Linked DNA regions of Mus musculus: region 1 is linked to region 2. A link is a contact called in public promoter capture Hi-C data. All regions are on one chromosome and are shown on one strand. The core of a region is the stretch at or near the end of the contact, and the rest is flanking DNA. Distances in the headings are between cores, read along the strand shown. Region 1 holds the start of Cfhr3 (complement factor H-related 3). Region 2 holds the start of F13b (coagulation factor XIII, beta subunit).

Region 1 (3,298 bases), core at 108-2,607, 160 kb before region 2:
TCAACTATAAAGAAAAGTGAAATCATAAACTTTTAAGGAAAATGGACGAACCAGAAAAGATTGTACGGAGTATGGTAACCCAAACCCATGAAGACAAACTTCACATAATCTTCCTTATTAGAGAGGTCTAGCTTCAAATCTTCACATGCAAGGTTATACACCAAAGCAACTGCAGAAACCAGAAAGGTAACTATATACCATTACCAGAGTAGTAGGGTGGATGAACAACAGAAAGGAGAATAGAGTACAAATTATTTAGCAGAAGGAATAGGAAAAAAAAAAAAAGGAGAGGGTGACATACTTAGGGAAGTAGAAGGAGAAAAACACGAGAGAAAGAATATTGAAATAGTGCATGGGAATGTCATAAGGAATCATATTATTAACTCCTCAATCAGAATAATGTGTGTGTGTGTGTGTGTGTGTGTACACGCACACACATGCAGTTCTATATGTGAAGGCCCATATCTACAACCAAAACCATCTATCAAACAACAATATTAGACAAGAGAAGCACTCTTCTGAGTTGTTGGTCAAGGTTGTCTAATAGAAGTCAAGATACTGATGACTGTTTCTATGGCACTTTGTTGTCCCCAAGAGGTAGATAATTCTAAATTGTGTATTCGATGTAGCCGCCTGCAGCCACACTAACTGGGTTCCTGAATGGGAGGCCGGAGCTGTATAGAAGAAAACGACGAGAGAAATAATGAAGGCCAAGACATTTTTCTGTTCAAGGCCCCAAAGTTTACTAAGAGTCTGTGTTTATAAAGGAGGGAGGACCATTCCCTGCCAATCCAGTCTTGATGTCATCTGTTGCCAGCCTGTTGGTTGCTGTCTCCAGAATATCTCAAGGGCCTCTCAGTAGGTAGCAGTGTCTTGGAGAAGAGCAGTAGCAGGTGACAGAACAATAGAGCCATCTAAGTCTGAAGGTTCCACCCCAGGTGGTCTCATACTCAGTGGCAGCGAGGTCTGAATCAGCCTCCTTCACGGCTGGGGAAGGCTACAATTCCATATCACAGGGTCCAAATGATCCTAAGCTGAATCTGTTCTGAAATTTCCTACCTGACATATACCATTCATTTTATTAGAAGTAGCTATGTAAGCTTACAAAGAAAAAAAAAAAAAAATCACCAACCATCCTAACCAGCTATTGTGCCTATAAGACAAGAGTAACTTATTCTCTCATATTCCTTTCTGCATAACAATTTGACTGACCAAAAAAAATGGCACTAAAAAATGAATGATGTTACATTGCTTCATAAGTGTAAAATAATTAACTTAATATTGTGAAATAGTTGATTGAATATTGTTTATTTTGCCCCTCCCTTTTGAACTTTGATGTTTACCAAACTGGATGCCAGTAATACACTGAAGTTCAATGTCATACACAGCATTTTTAATGACGGGGTTCCCAGAAGGACCACCACATCTGGAGCTTTAAGCTTTAGAACATGGGGTTCTGCAGCATGTTGCTCTTATCCATTATCTTTCTAACTGCATGGCTTTCTACTGCTAAAGGGGAAGGTAAGTGGAAGCAGATTTGAAACATGAAATTTCTAGCCAAATATTTTAACTCCTGTATGTCTATGAGAATATTTTAAATTTATTTTAACTTTGATAAAACAGTATTAATAAAAACTAAATTATGAAATATTTTAGGTAAAAACAAAACATATTGATAGTAAAAATAAATTAAATTTTGGAAATAGTCTCTGATAAGCAATAAGAGAGAAAAATTGACTAAAGGGATTTTCTCAGTTCTCTAATTTGAAAAATGTGAATAGCCTCTAAATTATAATTTGGAGAGAAAAAAGAAATTCATCTTGTAAATGTGTAAATAGTATATATAAGAAGATTAAATTTCAAAATGAAATTTCACCTAAAGAAAAAGTACCTGACAGAGTCTAAATATATCTAGGTCGATGTGGGATTGATTTCATCTCCACAAATTGGATATATTTTAATTTCATAGTCTTTAAAATGAGTAACTTTTCCTATTTCAAACGAATTATATTGCAGATAATGGACATGTCTTTAATGAGATAAGAAAGAATTATGCTATTTTGCAACAGTATTTATTTCCCTGTTTGTTGTTTGCTAATGTTTCCACAAAATGAGGGGTGATTTATGGAATTCCTCAGTCCCCATATTACATTTATTTTAAGATCCACCCTTTCTCATTTTGTATCATTTCAGAGATTTAAGCTCATTTTTATGCTATAAATTTGAATTCACTTTGAATTGTTGTCACAGGCAAGCATTCATTCAATGAGAGAAAAGTCCACCTGTGAAATGACAAAAAAAAAATTGGCTTTCATTTATTTTATACTTTTATAATTTTGATATTTTCACATAATTATATTGCTCTTCTTTTTTCTTCACAACTGTTCCATAGTCCCCTCCTTCTTCTCTGATTCAGGTTTTCTTTTTTCCCAAATTATTATTGCACACATATTTCTATATCTATATACATATATATCTACACCTAAATAACATTCTTCTTCGTCCATTCAATATGATTTGTAAATACTGTATGACTGATACTCTGTACAGTGTGGAGAATAGTAGTCACACTTTTCCTTTTGAATGAGTGAGTTTACAAACTATACAGTAAGAAAAGCAAAAGAACACGTAATGAGAAAGAGATTAGATAAATAGGTGACACAGACAGACTGAACAATGATAGACAGACAAACAGAGAACATTATTTCAGGAATTACGAAGTCCAACACTGATCTTCTAAGGTAGCTACCTTGTGGCATAACTTATCGCAGCTATCTGGGCTTCCCCTTCTGAAAGTCTTCTTGCATGATACTTCTAAGTAATAGAACAGAGAGTAACAGTAGAGATCACATAATCAAACCAGGTGCTCTCAATTTCCAGCAGGAACTGACTAGAAAAGTTGAAACAATAAGCTGAAGTTTCCAGTTGTGTTTCTCACCCTCACCTCCTGTAGATAAATTGGCTGTCTGATATTTCAGTTGTTTTTTTCTACTCTTCCTGAGAGTCCAGATGGAGAACTCAGACTAGAAGCCTGACCCTGCTTCCTCTAGGGGTTATCTGACATCAGTGCTAATGACATTACCTTTCTGTTATTTTTTTCCTTTTTTGTGGAAGCTTCATGCATTGGGACACAGTTCTACCCTTTAAACTTTAGTTGGATGACATAAAATAGTTTGCCTCATTTATTTCTTCAAGTTATTATCAGTAGCCAATTTCATGATATTATTTTGCCTTCCTATCATCTATTTATCTATCTATCCATCTATCTATTTATCTGCCTATCTATACATTTATCTAT
Region 2 (3,388 bases), core at 722-3,221:
TTGAGGGGGTTTTGTTGCTTTTTTTGTTTTGGTTTTGGTTTTTGGTTTTGTTTGTTTTTGTTTTTTGTTTCGGCAGATCTTTCAGTTTGCACTTACTTTCATAACCTAAGTTTAGAAGTGATACTGTCTCAGTCTAAATATCTAATATAATGCCCACTGCTCTTTATATAAACTGGCAATTCGGAACAGCTGTGTTACTCAGAGTAACTGACCGGTGACTTCTTGGAAGCTTGTCCTTGCTTTGTAGAACACTCTCATAGATACACCATGTCATCCCACATGCAATTTTAACACTTCTGAAAGTTACACTGGTAAGAGTAAAAATAAAAATGAATGCTTACTTTGCTTTAATAATAGGGTTTATTTAATCTAATATGTTAAAGTGTTCTATATTCTTTGTTCACACTTTTTAAATCCAGCAGGCCTTCCATTCACAGATCAGCTCTGCTTGGATCAACTGTTTCAGTGCTCAGTAACCATGCAGTTGATACTCTGTATTGGCAGGGAGTTGACTCCAAGGCTCCCCATAGATGCCAAAACCCATGGATGATCAAATCTTTTACATTCAGCGATTAAAATTTTGCATATAGCTTACACACCTCCACTAGTTTAGACTAGTGGTTCACAACCTTCCTAATACTGTGACCCTTTCATACATACAGTTAATGTTGTTATGATCCCTTTACCATAAAATTATTTTGTTACTTCCTAAGTATAGTTTTGCTACTGTCGTGAATCATAATGTAAATATTTGATATACAGGACATCCGATACATGACTCCAAAGGGGTCATAGCTCACAGGTTGTGAACCACTAGTTTAGACAATCTTCCAATAGAGTGGGCTTGATAGACGCCTATAATTTCAAATCATTTTCAAAAGGGTAATAATGAATGAAAGAACCTAGTTGCATATAAGCCATGTGACTTGTTTGAGGAGGCAAAGTGTCCCATGGTAATGAAGTCAGAATGGTTACCTCCATGTTCTGCTGCCTTAGAAAGAAAATAATGATAATGTCAGCCAGAGCTGAGAAAAACAAGACAAAATTATAGTCACCACACCATTGTCAGCATCTAGTGAAACACACACAGTCAAGTTCCCAAACATTCTAGTATTTCCCATGCATAATCACACGTTTACCATGGTAAGACCCAAAGTAGCTGCTATGGAGGACAGTGATGGCCACAAGGGCCACTGCTCTGGAAAGAAGAGACAACACCAACCAATGGGCTCACTGTCCTGGCTGATACATCAAATCTGTAGTGTTGATATCTCTGGACAATTTGATTTATAGCATTATTTTGACAGACTCATATCTCTCACTGTCTCCCAATATCCCTGTTTCTATAATCAACAATATTGGCATCAAAATAATCCCTATGTAATAACTCCAAAGAAAATAGAATCATGAGGAGAAACCTTGCTAGTGATTTTGTTCTTTTTCAAATTTCCCACATTATATTCTCTCCTCTTAAAAAGAGGAGAGAACTAAACTTATGCAAGTGTTACTATTATGCATAGATCCTTGCCTAAAATTATAATTAAGGCAAATATGTGACTTTCAAATTGACCAGATTACCAGCATTATCAGCATTAATTTGGCGAATAACTAATAAACCAGAAAACACTTTAAAGTAGTTAGACCCTGGCTCCCCGTGCTCCCAAATCTAGAGAAATAAAGGATTCCAAAGAAACATTATCAAGATGTTTAAACAAGTTACTTTTATGTAAAGCATGCATTACAAAACTGGCATGTGAAAGTGAAATATTAGGTCAAAATTCAAGAACTATGATACTTAGATGACACTTAGACTCTCTCTTCTCTATATGTATTTTAGAGAATAAAGAGTAATAAAAGAATTTTACCTTCTGCATAGAGTTCTCCTGAGAGGATTAATAAAAGAATAAATGGCAAGTGTCTCAGCGTCATCATCAGTGTGTCTCATGAAGATTTTTACAGCTCTAAAGCACCCAGGATCTCATTACTAAATACTCAATACTTCTCTTGACAAAACAAGTTAATAATTACAATGTCTGTCTAAGTACCTTTGGAACGAGGTAACATTTTACTTAAACTAGTCTCAAATAATTGAAAATATTGTGCCAGTATTAGCTGACAATAATTTTCTGAGTTTAATAAGAACATATGAGGCAACATAGGCAAAAAAATGACAGCAGCATAAATAATGAATACAGGCCAAATACGGAAGGGTATATTTCAAGTCAGAGTCACAACTATTTATTCCTAGGGCAAAGTCTACCTGCTCGCTGCTGTTTACAAGCTTTGAACTGAGCAAAGATGAACTTAGAGAGCATGAGGCAGTGGACACTTGATATGAAAATACATTGTTTGGCCTGTAGTCTCCCAAATTATAAATGATCTTCTCTTAAAGTATGACAGCAAATTATAAAAGCAGTAAGGCACAATATGTGCTGTATTTGGGTATTACAGTATTACTCACTTATGAGAAAGTTTTGAATGACCACTATGGACAAGTTATAAAGACCCTGTCTCCACAGCCTAAACACTTTCCTGACCTAGCCAACTCAGTCAGTCTTCAAGGTCTCAAGTGAGGGAGAGAGGATTGAAAAAGAAAAACAGCTAGACAAAATTATAGCGCGACTCCAACCTGTACTGAGGCTGAGGCAGGTTTATTTTTCTCCAGCCTGCTTTTATACCTTTCTAGCAACATTCAAAAAACATGGTCGGTTCTTAGATCAAAGACAAAGTAATCAAGCAAAGTAGTAAACAAGGAGATCACACAAGAAAGCAGTCAAGCAAAGTAGTAAGCAAAGAGATCACACAAGATAATAATTAAGTAAAGCCCCACGGTCCGTGTTTCTAATATTCTTATCTGAGCCTACTTCTTGTCCCAGCCCAGTGACAAATGTCAAGTTCTTAGAAGCTGCACCAAAAGCTCTCAACTCTTTTCACCTAGGCTTCACCTCTGAAAACTATTGTGTTACAGAACTTTGGGTCCTACATGTGATTATTCGGAATATATATTCAAAGCATAGCAGTGCCCAGTATTAAACTGCTGCCCCAACCTTCTGGTCTTTGCTGTGGTATATTGATTAGGTTCCTTATTTAACATATCTTTGTATCTCAAGAGCAAGTCCTAGTTGGTGGTATACACTCCATTCAGTGCTCTCCTGCGTTTACTAATTTCCTGTTTGTGCTGGTGTCTGTTCATCAGGAATAGCCTTGTCCGGCTTTGGTATCCTGTGATGCTGGCTTTACTGAAGGAGTCTGGAAACTTCTTTGCTTCTTTCTGGACACAATGAAAGCAAGGTGGTTCTAGTTGATCTCAAAATATTTGGGAGAAACCGCCATCTAGAAAAGGTCTTTAGATTTTCTGTTCTTAATTTCTTGTTCAGTTTAAGTCTGT

The links. Promoter capture Hi-C pulls out the DNA fragments that hold promoters and counts their contacts.
Region 1: a promoter capture Hi-C map of liver shows a contact between it and region 2, with 2.1 times the contacts expected there. The contact joins the promoter of Cfhr3 here to the promoter of F13b in region 2. A contact is called at or near these places in 2 of 39 promoter capture datasets (both in liver), 1 of 115 datasets of contacts at active chromatin or transcription factors (embryonic stem cells) and 1 of 9 other capture datasets (adipose tissue).

Annotation. Positions count from the first base shown.
Region 1 is chr1:139,659,065-139,662,362 of GRCm38.p6, reverse strand. It overlaps Cfhr3 (complement factor H-related 3), which reads left to right and starts at 1,357. Exons shown (of 7, transcript NM_001374101.1): 1 at 1,357-1,521. The coding sequence starts at 1,464.
Region 2 is chr1:139,500,290-139,503,677 of GRCm38.p6, reverse strand. It overlaps F13b (coagulation factor XIII, beta subunit), which reads right to left and starts at 1,971. Exons shown (of 12, transcript NM_031164.2): 1 at 1,866-1,971. The coding sequence starts at 1,932.